3 separate regions of the Sus scrofa genome follow, and all the other regions are linked to region 1. Evidence: chromatin contacts called from public promoter capture Hi-C data. All regions are on one chromosome and are shown on one strand. The core of a region is the stretch at or near the end of the contact, and the rest is flanking DNA. Distances in the headings are between cores, read along the strand shown. Region 1 holds the start of TMEM50A (transmembrane protein 50A). Region 2 holds the start of SRRM1 (serine/arginine repetitive matrix protein 1). Region 3 holds the start of PDIK1L (serine/threonine-protein kinase PDIK1L).

What was found. Promoter capture Hi-C pulls out the DNA fragments that hold promoters and counts their contacts.
Region 2: a promoter capture Hi-C map of liver shows a contact between it and region 1, with 6 times the contacts expected there. The contact joins the promoter of SRRM1 here to the promoter of TMEM50A in region 1. A contact is called at or near these places in 1 of 5 promoter capture datasets (liver), 2 of 47 Hi-C or Micro-C datasets (heart right ventricle and liver) and 1 of 2 datasets of contacts at active chromatin or transcription factors (alveolar macrophages).
Region 3: a contact with region 1 is called in a promoter capture Hi-C map of liver, with 2.4 times the contacts expected there. The contact joins the promoter of PDIK1L here to the promoter of TMEM50A in region 1. A contact is called at or near these places in 1 of 5 promoter capture datasets (liver) and 1 of 2 datasets of contacts at active chromatin or transcription factors (alveolar macrophages).

Annotation. Positions count from the first base shown.
Region 1 is chr6:82,859,557-82,863,426 of Sscrofa11.1, reverse strand. TMEM50A (transmembrane protein 50A) reads right to left here and starts at 1,742. Exons shown (of 7, transcript NM_001243626.1): 1 at 1,653-1,742. It also overlaps a transcript of RSRP1 not described here.
Region 2 is chr6:82,306,433-82,310,459 of Sscrofa11.1, reverse strand. SRRM1 (serine/arginine repetitive matrix protein 1) reads right to left here and starts at 1,268. Exons shown (of 16, transcript XM_021095577.1): 1 at 973-1,268. The coding sequence starts at 993. It also overlaps the pseudogene LOC100522323.
Region 3 is chr6:83,541,261-83,545,175 of Sscrofa11.1, reverse strand. It overlaps PDIK1L (serine/threonine-protein kinase PDIK1L), which reads right to left and starts at 2,440. Exons shown (of 4, transcript XR_001309276.2): 1 at 1,786-2,440.

The DNA of each region.
Region 1 (3,870 bases), core at 493-2,992:
TATTGAAAAAAATTCTATGATTTTTAATTCCAAACTAATTTATTATATGATTTAGATATTTACAGTCCAGGAACACTAGCATAATGGAGAGACATGCAATAAAACGGGCTCTGAGTTAAAGCATGGACTCAGATGAAAAATATTTCTCTTAGCAATTAACACATTTTATCAAAGAACATGTTATCTCACACTCAGATTAGGAAATTAAACACTGTCCTCACATCAAATCCTTTCACTTCATTATTTTTCCTTCTCCAAGCCTGTCTTTTCATGTTATTTCTATGTAAAGAATACCCATTTAATTTTAAGCATCTCTGATTCTAAGATGTTTTCAAGTCAAATGAAAGCACAAAATTTAAGTCAATATTAATTCAGATAAAAAAAAAAGAAAATCCACTGCTAAATTATCATAAATTTCCACGGATAACAACTACATAAAACATTCCTTTGAACTGGGCTATACAGACCTGGTCTGAGACATATCCATATTATCACTATTTCAGAATATGAAAAAGTTTGCATTAAGTCTAACTTGTTAATAATCAAGCCAACTGGAGCTCCCGCGGAGGTGCAGCAATAACCAACCCTGGGAACTTCCGTATGCCAAGGGCACAGCCCTAAAAAGACCAAAAATAGTAAGAATAATCAAACACCCAAACTCCCGCAGCTAATTTTAACCGTCCGTGAAGCTAATCTGTAGCCAGCAATCATGGTTGCCCAAAAACACATCCTAAAAAAGAGCAATGAATCCAGCTGGAGCCTCCCTTTTAAAAATTAGACACTATATTGGAGTTCCGTTGTGGCTCAGTGGTTAATGAATCGGACTAGGAACCATGAGGTTGCAGGTTCGATCCCTGGCCTCGCTCAGTGGGTTAATGATCCGGTGTTGCCATGAGCTGTGGTGTAGGTCACAGACACTGCTCGGATCCTACATTGCTGTGGCTGTGGTGTAGGCTGGCGGTTACAGCTCCAATTAGACCCCCTAGCCTGGGAACCTCCATATGTTTTGGGAGCGGCCCAAGAAAAGACAAAAATAAATAAATATAAAAATTAGACACTATAAAAATTAAATATTAAAAACCGTGATTATAACTAGTGTTAATATGCCTTTAAGACAAGTCCAATGTTGAAAATTCACTCTTTTTATTCCTCCCTGGGAGGAAAAGCAATCAGTATGTTATTTTCGGTTCACTCCAGTGACCCCGCCCCAAACCATTTGTCTACGGTTAATTACCCGCACACTCAGGCCCAAACTCCGCCCTCCAGGCTCTGGGGATTTCAGGTGTAGAGTGGACTGGGACTGGGAAGAAGCGGGAACTAGTTCTAGCTCGGCCCCCTCCCTCGCTGAGTGAACCCGCAGGCTTACACTCCCTTCCGGAGTGTCAGTTCGCCCTAAAGGGGGGCATGGTGATTTTCAGGGATCCTGTGACGTCCTCGGGGAAGGCACGGTCGCCCCCTCCCGCCGCGGGTGGGACACGGGTGGGCAGGAAGTGGCCAGGAAGGGTCCAGGAAGGCACAGCCTGAGCCTACAGCTTCCCAGAGGGTGGGACGCAACGACCTGGTCAGCATCGGCCGGGCAGACAGTCCCGGGTCCGCACTTCATCCGGCCTGCGGCAGTGCCTCTCTTTCCCCCACTCCCGCCTGGCACTTACGTCCAGCCCCGCCCGTGCAGTCGGTCCGGAACCCGGTGTTGCCCCGCGCGGGGTTGCCCCACTTCCCCAGTTCCAGCCAAGAAAGCAAAACAGCCACAGGCCGCCGGATACCCGGATCGAACAGCACCGCCCCCGGGGCAGGAATGCGCATGCGGCTCCGGGCGTAGGAAGAGGCCTGGGAAGGAAGGAAGATGGGCTCAGAAAGAGCCAGAGAGCCACGCCCACCACGCCGGTGTCTCTGCGCATGCTCGGAACGCGCCAGCTCTAGGGCCTATCCGCTGCGCTCTGTCCACAGCTGGATGTCGGAAATGGTAGTTGCGTGCAGCTTTCAAGGGTAGGTGTGAGAAGTTGCTCTTTGCTTTCAAAAGAAGGCGTTTGCTTGGGCTTTATATCCAGTCTTCAGAGAGGTGATTATTCTTCTAGTGCTGGAGCCCGTTCCGTAGTTGTCTCAGGTGCGGTGCAGAAGGTAGATCTGGCCCAACAGCTCTAATCCGGTTTTTAAGTCTTGTTTAAAATTTTTCTCAGAGCCGCCCCCGCCCTCGCGGAAACTTTGCATCTATAAGGGGCGGTTCCCGGAAGGCGGGTAACGCCGAGTTCTGCTAGCCTGCTACTTGGGAGACCCAGGTGCGTCCCGGCGCGGTGACCCACTTCTAGGAGTTGACGTTTTTTTCAGTTTGCTTGAAGGTAGGGTTTCTGAGCCTAGGTATTACTGACGTTTGGGACCAGACAATTCGGGGGGGAGGGCCTCTGTCCCGTGCTGCTGTAGCATGATTAATCTGCATCACCCGCTTTCCTCCACTTATAACAACCAAAAATGTCTCCAGACTGCCAAACACTCGCCCCTGGGGAAAAGCGACCGGCTTGAGAACCAATGTTTAGGAGATAATCTGGATTCTGAAGAAGTGACCCTTTTCACAGCCGGAGGCAATGGTGTCAGCTAAGAGAATGACTTGTGGCTGGGATCGTCCCTTCCAAGAAGCTCTCGGTCGCATTCCAGCGTCTCGGTGGAGTCGATGGTGGTACAAGAGTCATAGCCCGCTCCGGAGAAGAGGCAAGTCACAGTCTCGTTCCTGAAGGCGCCAGAAGAGAAATTACAGGCGCCGCTCGCTATTCTGCTGGAGGTACCTCTCTCAGGAAAGGTCGTATTACAGAAGGGCCTCTTTGATCACGCGCAGGCGATAGCACTAGGTCTTTTACCCTGTGGTGTATCCGAAAGAACAGAGCACCTGGAGGGAGAGATCCAGGAAGAGGTCGCGGAGCAGAACCCGGTTTCACATAAGTAAAAGAGGTTAGGAAGGTTTTTTTTGTCGCTAAGAGAGGCGCACAGGTTCACCTCTTTTACATGTAGGGGTATATGTATGAGTAGACGAGGAAACCAAGGTTTTTGTGTCGTTTAATTTCTTTGATTTCTTTTGATGTATGAAATCTCCAGCTTTGGGTGAGGGATGGGCATTAGGTGATTAGTAGACAAAACTATGCAATAACAATCCATAGCCTATTTTTAAAGGGACATCATTCTTATTCCTTGGAATTAAAGAGTAATGGTGACTTTAAATGGTCCAGTGGAGGAATCTAGTGAGGGCAGTTCTTAATGGAACCTTTTAAATGTCTTTTTTTTTTTTTTTTTTTTTTGTCTTTTTGCCATTTCTTGGGCCGCTCTCGTGGCACATGGAGGTTCCCAGGCTAGGGGTCGAATCGGAGCTGTAGCCGCCGGCCTACACCACAGCCACAGCAACACGGGATCCAAGCCACATCTGCAACCTACACCACAGCTCACACCAGCACCAGATCCTTAACCCACTGAGCAAGGCCAATGATCGAACCTGCAACCTCATAGTTCCTAGTCAGATTCGTTAACCACTGAGCCACGATGGGAAACTCCTTAAATGTCTATTAATGACACAATAGTTTACCAGCTCTGAACAGCTTTAATTAATCTTGCCTTCAGCTTTTAATAAGTTAACTAATGACTGTGAGAGGAACGCATTAATCTTCCTTCCTCTTTGCGTTTTCTGTCTCCACTCTTTTTTAAATTTACTGGCATAAGACTGTCAGATATTTTGTAAGTGAGCATCTTAATCTTGCTTGTATAATAAAGTGCATCCTTAATTTGTCATTCTTAGCCTTTTGGGGGTATTCTATGGAATTAATGAGTGTTTGGTTTTTTTCCTTTGTAGATGAAATGGAGCTATTAGCACTAGCAAAAGCCTGCACAGCT
Region 2 (4,027 bases), core at 19-2,518, 550 kb after region 1:
TTAAAAAGAATTTGCAAACTCTAGTCCAATCAGTGTCACTTCCCACCCATCGAGATCTCGAATGGGTCCTACGGGAGTGTAAAAGGGGACCAAAAGAGTCCAGCACGCGCCCGGTAAAAGTATGGGCCCTGAGGGCCAACTACGACGAGAAAACGTCCCCATCTCCAGGTGATGGGCGAGAATCAAGAGGAACCTTTTCACCAAAAAGATTTTCAAGAGAACGTTCACAGGGGGTGGGGGGCGGTGAGCGGGAACGAAGAGTAGATCCACTCCATACCCCTGCCTCCACAAACGCGCATACTTTTTGTTGCACCCTCTGCCTGGAGTCTCAGACTCAAACGTTCTAACTACAAATTATCTGCATTCCCCTCCCTGAAGGGCTATCAAATTGGGCGGGAGCTCCCGCGAACTCTGACCCGGAGCCTTCGGGAAGGCTTAGACCAAGAGGGAGGGCGCGCGAGGCGCGGGGGGAGGGGGTTTGGTGCCCGCTTTCTCAAGAAAAGCGGCTCAAGGCTGCTTCCGGTCCTCTCACCCGCTCTCCTGAGGCGGTACCCCCAAACCTGTCCTCCCCAGGGCCCTCCTGCCGCCAGTCACCTCAGGGTTTCCCTCCGGCCTCCCCCCAGGGACTTCCTCCTCGCGGGTCCGCTAGGCCCCAGGACCCGGTGGGGCGCGCGGCTCTCCCTGCAGGCCCTGCCAGGGAGGCGGGCGGGAAGGTACCGCTCAGGCCCATTCCCGCCGCCATTTTCCGGCGACCGTCGCTGCCGCGTAGGGGGGACGATCCCGGAGGAGGAGACTGCGCAGGGGCGCACCGGTCCCCGCCGCAGGGTAGTGGGGAAGCGTCCACTGGCAACGAGGATCCTCAGGATCTTCGAAGTCTCCGCTCGCTGGCCACCCCATCTCGAGTTTAGGCCTCCTGCTGGGCCTTTTCGATAAGCCCCTCACCTCACCCCAGATCCCCGCGCTCCTACTTACGCGGAAGAATCCCGCGTCCATCTTGCTGCCTCGCTCGGAGATCGCTCCCTATCCCAAGGTGCACCGCGCCACCGCGACGGAGGGCGGGACCGGCAGGGAAAGCCGAGCGCCGGGACGCAGCTCGCGCTGCTCCACCCGCCCTTCCAGCGGACACGAGGCCGCGCTTGCTCAGTGTGGAGAGCGCTCGCCAAGTGTGCGCACGCGCGTTCCGGGAGGCGGGCTGCTACCGGACTCCGAGCTTCTCCAGTGGCCAGTCCTTGAGGAGAGCCTCGCGACCACAGCCAATGGGAGCGAGCAAGAGAGTGTCGTCCGGTCGCCCCGCCCTGCAAAACCTTTTGTGGCGCTTAACCAGCCTTGTTCGCTCAGCGTGAATTGACCCTTCCTTCGACCCGTAGTGGGGGCGGCTTTCTGCCCCCCCCCGGGGGGGGGCTCCATGGAGAGCTTGTGGAGAAAGGCTGTTACCTCAGGGTGACGCTTGTGAGGCCGCTCTTGCGCAGAGGAGAAGCCTGCGGCCTCCGCTTTCGTTAGAAAAGTTGTGATTGTGTTGCTTTTACGAGTTTCCAGTTATCGAGGTCGGCCCTGAAGTAGTCGAGCTCTGTACTATGAATGAAATCTGCGTTTTGGTCCCGCACCCTCGACTTCCGCTACAACTCCTTAGCTTTGGGGAGAAGCTGGAAATGTCCGTTAGATGAGTTTCGGAACCGGCAGGAAGCTGATGAGAGCCGGGGCCCCCGGGCAGAGTCTGACGGAAAGGAAGCCGGCCTTCAGGCTTCGGGACTTTCGGAGCTCACGTGTGCCTCACCGGCCCAGCTCTGGCTGCGAGGGCCTGCAACCGGATGCCTTCTGCCTCCTTTCCTTTATGCACTCTCTTTTTCTCTGAAAGGGAACATGTGACCCTTCTCTAGCCATCTTTTGTAACGTAACCACACACACACACCCCCCCCAACACACACTTGCCTCCCTTTCCTGATTTTTGTTCACAATGTATTCACTCTCTTGGCTTCAAATACCAATTCTGCCAACAACTTCATAGGTTTCCAGCTCAAGGCCTCTCCTCTGAGCTTCGAACATGTATTGGCAACGTCCTGTTCAATGTTTCCGCTTGGACAGACGTCACGAACGTAACATAAGTAGGAACTGGGCTCCTCGTTTCTCCTGTTCTGCCTGGAACTCCCTCCCTCCACCCTCCACCAGGCCAAAAACCCGACCTGTCCCTCCCAAAGTCTTCCCTACCTCAGTTGATGGCAGTATCTTTCCTTTTGTTTAAGATACAAGCCTTGGTTGTTAATCTCGATTCCTCTTGGAGTTCCCATTGTGGCTCATTGGTAACAAATCCCTACTAGTATCCATGATGACACGGATTCGATCCCTGTCCTTGCACAGGAGGGTAAGGATCTCCTGTTGCTGTGGTTGTGGCATAGGCCTGCGGCTGTAGCTCCCATTCGAACCCTAGCCTGAGAACTTCCGTATGCCAAAGGTGTGGCCCTAAAAAAGAAAAAAAAAAAGCTGGACTCCTCTTCCTCCCACATCTCACTGCCAAACCATCAAGAAACCCACTCTGCTATCGTCTAGGTTCAAAGCACCATCATCTTTGGCCTGAACTTCTGCCCTAGCCTCCTATCTGGTTTCCCTGCTTCTACCCTTGCGGATCAGCATCTGTTCTAAATGCACCAGAGTGAGCCCGTTGGAAAACCTTAGGCAAGTCACTCAAGCTCAAAACCTCCCAATACCTCCTCCTTTTCTCCAGCAAAGGTGGAATCCCAGGAAATGGAAATGCCCCCACATCTTTTTTTTTTTTTTTTTTTGCCTTTTTTTCTAGGGCCACTCCCTTGGCATATGGAGGTTCCCAGGCTAGGGGTCTAATCGGAGCTGTAGCCACCCGCCTACGCCACAGTCACAGCAATTCGGGATCCAAGCCACGTCTGCGACCTACACCACAGCTTACACAATGCCGGATCCTTAACCCACTGAGCAAGGCCAGGGATCGAACCCACAGCCTCATGATTCCTAGTTGGATTCGTTAACCACTGAGCCACGATGGGAACTAACACACACACACACACACACACCCCGTCTTCTTGAATCTCATTTCCTAGTACCCTAACACTGCGCAGTGCTTGAACTTCTGGTTGTATCTTCTGCCAGAATGCTCTCTCCCCACATATCTACTTGCAAATTTCAAGCTTTACTCAAGTATCACCTTCTCAATGAGGCTACCCTGGAAATTGATCACTTAACTCTCTTTACACCCTTGATGCCTCTTAACCTACTGTTTCCCCCACCCTCAGCATTTATCACCTTCTAATATTTACCTATTTTTAATATGTTTATTGTCTGTTTCCCACACTAGAATGTAAGCTCCTTAAAGTCAGGATGTCTGTCTGTTTTGTATATTGATATGGCCCTAGCACCTAAAACAGTGTCTGTCCTATAGGGTAGGCTCGTTAAAGTGGGTTTGTTTGTTTGCTTTTGTCTTTTTTTTTTTTTTTTGTCTTTTTAGGGCCACACCTTTAGCACATGAAAGTTCCCAGACTAGGGGTCGAATCAGAACTGTAGCTGCCAGCCTACACCACAGCCACAGCAGCACAGGAGCTGAGCCCCATCTGCAACCTACACCACAGCTCATGGCAACGCTGAATCCCTAACCCACTGAGCGAGGCCAGGGATTGAACCTGCGTCCTCATGGATACTAGTCAGATTTGTTTCTGCTGAGCCACAATAGGAACACCTCAATAAAATTTGTTGCATAAACAAAAGCACTGTCAGAGGGTCAAAGACTGGCTTCCACAGAAAGAGCAAGTTAACCAGATGGGACTATGAAATCACAATGTCCACATCTTAATATTCTCTATGATACTGACCTCCCTTCACTGAATCTGCTCTTTTGCTGCCAATCTTGTAATTGGTGGTTTTCCTTGTGATTCTGTCATTGACCCTTTTGTTTTCCTCAATAAAGGAAAACAAAATACATCGGCTTTTATTCATCAGTCACCTTTATCTCAGCCATGAGATTATTTTAGTCTGTATTTTGTTTGGTAAATTTCTGTTTCATTTC
Region 3 (3,915 bases), core at 1,191-3,690, 680 kb before region 1:
AATTTTGTTTATGTTATTTCCTTATTTCTTGCAAAAGGAAAATAACATTTGTGGAGAAAAATGTTCCTTTAAAGATATAGTAAGCTACTTAGAATATGATTACCTTTCTGTTGTTGTTTTAACGATAGCTATTCAGATCTAGGTCATTTTTCCCAGCGAAATCTGTCTTGCAAATTAAGGGGCTCTCCGAGGGAGTTCTTTGGAATTAAACTTGATAAACTATTTAAAGGCAAGAGCAAAGGCCCTACACGGAAATGCTCACGTGTTGAATCAAGAGTGTCTAAAGTGTGCCTCCTCACGCTCCAAAGGATGTCAAAATTCTAACGAGCTTCAGGAATAAATTCTCATTTGTAGACTGCCACCATGGGCAAGAAAAGTCACCTGAGACTGTACAATTTTTACACTGTACAGTCTGTGGGAACAAAAAGCTGTTGACACTAGAACCTGAGAAGTTAGGATCAGCTACTTTAAGTCTGTAGGATAGATTTAATAAAGAAAACGAAAGCTTCTGAGATTGCATCTTAATCCTACTTCCTCTCACTGGACACCCACTCATCAAATTCCTACTCTATTTCCAAGCATCTGATTTCCTGCCTCGGAGTCCTCTGCCCCAACTACACAGTGGACATGCTTTCCTGCTCTCCGTGGATCGCCAATTACTATCCATCTCAAAGGGGCTCGTGTTTTTGAAGCCGACCCACATCCTCACACGAAAGAGCACCTGAATAAGGGGGAGGAGGTGTTTATGAAATCCTTGAGATCCGGGGTCAAAACCTAGCACGGTGAAGCATCCCGGGAGAACCTTGGTAATTTACGACGGCATCTCCCGGCCCTCGCGCCTGCCGGGCGCACGCAGCCCCGGACGCGGGCAGGCCAGGCAGTACACCTGCTGGCGCCCGGGAAGGGCCAGTCCTGGGCAGAGGTGCTGCCAGACGCGGCGGCTCAGGGCCCCGCTCATTGGCCAAGTATCAGGCCCTCCCCCTCCTCGGCTGCGTCCAGCTGAAACCCGGAGGGGATCCTCCAGGGGCCCTTCACCCCGAAGAGCCGGTCCTGCAGTTGTCCCTACTTCTCGGGGCCGGCGGCTGAGGCCCGGGACCACGGGAATTAGAGGAGGCCGCAGCTGGGGCCGGTGGCCTGAGGGGTGCGGGCCGGAGGCCTGAGGTGCGAGGGGCCTTCCCCAGGATGACTGTGCTGACAGCCCTGTGACAGGACTCCTGGGGCCGGAGGCACGTGCAGGGCCTTCGGCTCTGCTTCAAGGCCTCTCTGCCAGGCCGAGGGGCCAGATTTACCTCAGGGTAGCCGCCGCCGCTTCTCCCTCTCACGGGCTCTGCAGGCCGCCATTATCGGGCAGCTCGCGCCTCCGCCGCCGCGGCCTCCAGTCAGAGGCCGGCGCGCGCCCCCGTGGTGCGCGCGGACACACCCCCTTACGCCGCGCGGCCCCGCCCCCCTCCGGCTTTCCGTAGCGCGAGCGGGGACGCCGAGCTCCAGTCCTATTGGGCGCGCGCCCGGCGCTCCGCTGGCTTCCTCCCGGCTCCCCTGGCTTTCAGGACACGGGAGTCGCGGAAGGGGTGCGCGCTCCGGAACGCACCACTCGTGCCCCTCCCCGCAGGGGTGGTCGGGCCCGGGAGTCGGAGGCCGCTCCATGCACGGGACTCGGTCGCCTTCCAGCTGCGGCAGGCTCGCACGGCCTGCGGTCCTGGGTGGTCCGCAGCAGCAGGTCCGGGCCTAGGGGTGCGTGCTGTCGGCGCCCTCCCCTCCCCCGCCCCGCCTCCATTCACGACCTACCGAGCTGCGGGCAGGTGTGCGGGGTCGCTGGGGTGGAACGCCTGGTGCATCTTCCTCGGCGCGGGCCTGAGATGCCTGCAGGATGCGGGCCTCTTCCGCGGGCTCGCGGGGAGGCACGGCCCGAGCTGGGAGGCCTGGCGTCCACCCCGCCGAGCGGGAGGCTGCACCTTTTGTCAGAGTCACTGAGCCATTTTTGCGGGCGGTGGAGTTGCCGAGGCAGCGGCGGCGCGGGGCTGGGTGCGATCATCTGGGAAGATGCAGTCCCCTGCCCCGCCGGCGCGGTGGTATCTCCCTTAAAGAAGCCGAAGCCGCATTGTTCCGGTGCCCGGCCGCCGCGAGTCACGGGCGCCCTGCCCCCAGTGGGGAGGAAGGGACCGTGGCGCCCGCACTTGGCCGTTGCCGCGCGCGCACGCCTACCCGGTGGCGGCACCCGCGGGCTCTTCGTGGAGGGTCGGCCTCCCCCACCCCCGCCCTGCGCATCTAGAGGGGGAGGCCCGGGTTGGCGGGAGCCGGGATTGACAGCGAAGACAGCCGTTCTTGGGGCCCGACGGTCAGCTTGAGTCATTGGGGTACCCGACAGCTGTCAGCCAAATCCAGGGAAGCGTTCACCTCATAGCCAGTCCGGGACTGTCACTTGCTCAGAGACCCGGACCAATCGGTCGTTCGATATTTTATCTGCCAGAAACCTTCATTCCTTCTAAACTGATTTATTCTGCACCAACTATTTGTCAATAAAGTGGCTAGTCCTCCTCCCAGTGCTGTACAAGGCACGATGTGCAAAGAATCCCTGCTCCTGCCCTCAAGAATCAACCAATTACCCATTTTATTTTCTGTCCTCCACTTATGCAGCTTCTCTGCAAAGTCTGGGGCTGGGTTAAGTCTTTAAATGTTGTCTCCTAATCCCAACCAAACCCCACAAGGACAGGCTTTATGACGAATCTTGCTTTTAGAGGTGAAAAACAAAAGCAAAAACGGATCTTTGTCTTATTTGGCGAAAGTTGTTTGTTTTGAGGGGGGAGCACCTGCCTTGAATACCCACTCAGCTGGTGTGACCCCTTTACCCCCGCCCCCAAAACCCCCTGCTCTGTAATCCCTTCAGGCTTTTGCCCTGAGTGCGAAGTGAGGTTAGCTGTCTCCTGGGAATACTGATGTAATCTAAGGCTTGCTTTCTACCCTTGAAAGTAGAGGAAAGGACTTCCCATTGTGGCTCAGCGGTTCAGAACGCAACTAGTATCCATGCAGATGTGGGTTTGATCCCTGGCCTCGCTTATTGGATTAAAGATCCACGATGCCCGTGAGCTGCAGCATAGGTCGAAGATGCAGCTTGGATCCCGGGTCACTGTGGCTGTGGTGTATGTAGGCTCACAGCTGCAGCTCCGATTTGACCCCTAGCCTGGGAACTTCCATATGCCTCAGGTGCAGCCCTAAAAAGCAAAAAACAAAAAAACTACAGGGAAAATAGAGGGCTCTGTGTAGATAGCCAGCTGGACACCTGTGGGGTAACTGATCAGAATCAGGGGAGGGGTGTCTCTTGGTCAAAGGAGCCTTGTCCTTTTGTTTGTCTCAGTTTGTCTCAGTCATTAAATACAGGAATTCCTCCTCTCAAGCTGGCTGCAGAATTTGGAATCCACTCCCCAAACCCCAAAGTTAAGAAACTGACTCTAAAGTCTGTGAGGTAGATGTTTAAATAATTTGGCATGTCCTCTTTAGGAAAAAGATTACAAAATGAACCCATTGCTAGGGATTTGGAAAGGGTCTTTGTAAGTGAGGGACTCTGAAACTTAAGCTTCAGAATAAATCTGCTCTGAAAATTACATTATATGAGTATGTTTGCCAATAGGCTTTCTACTAGACTGAGAGTTCCTGGGGACAGAAACTTTGTCTATGATTCATTTCTCCAGGCTCCTCTATCTGCCAAAATTATGGTGCCAAAATACTCCAGAGGATAGCATTGCTATACATTGCTGGTGGGGAGGCAAAATGATGTAACTCTAATTAAGGAAATTTAGCAATCTATGGCCACATTGCATATGTATTTACTCTTTCACCCAGTAATCCTAGGTCAAGGCTAAACTTCTAGGAATCTTTTTTAGTGATACATTGGCAAAATTCTAACCACTGTGTGCACAA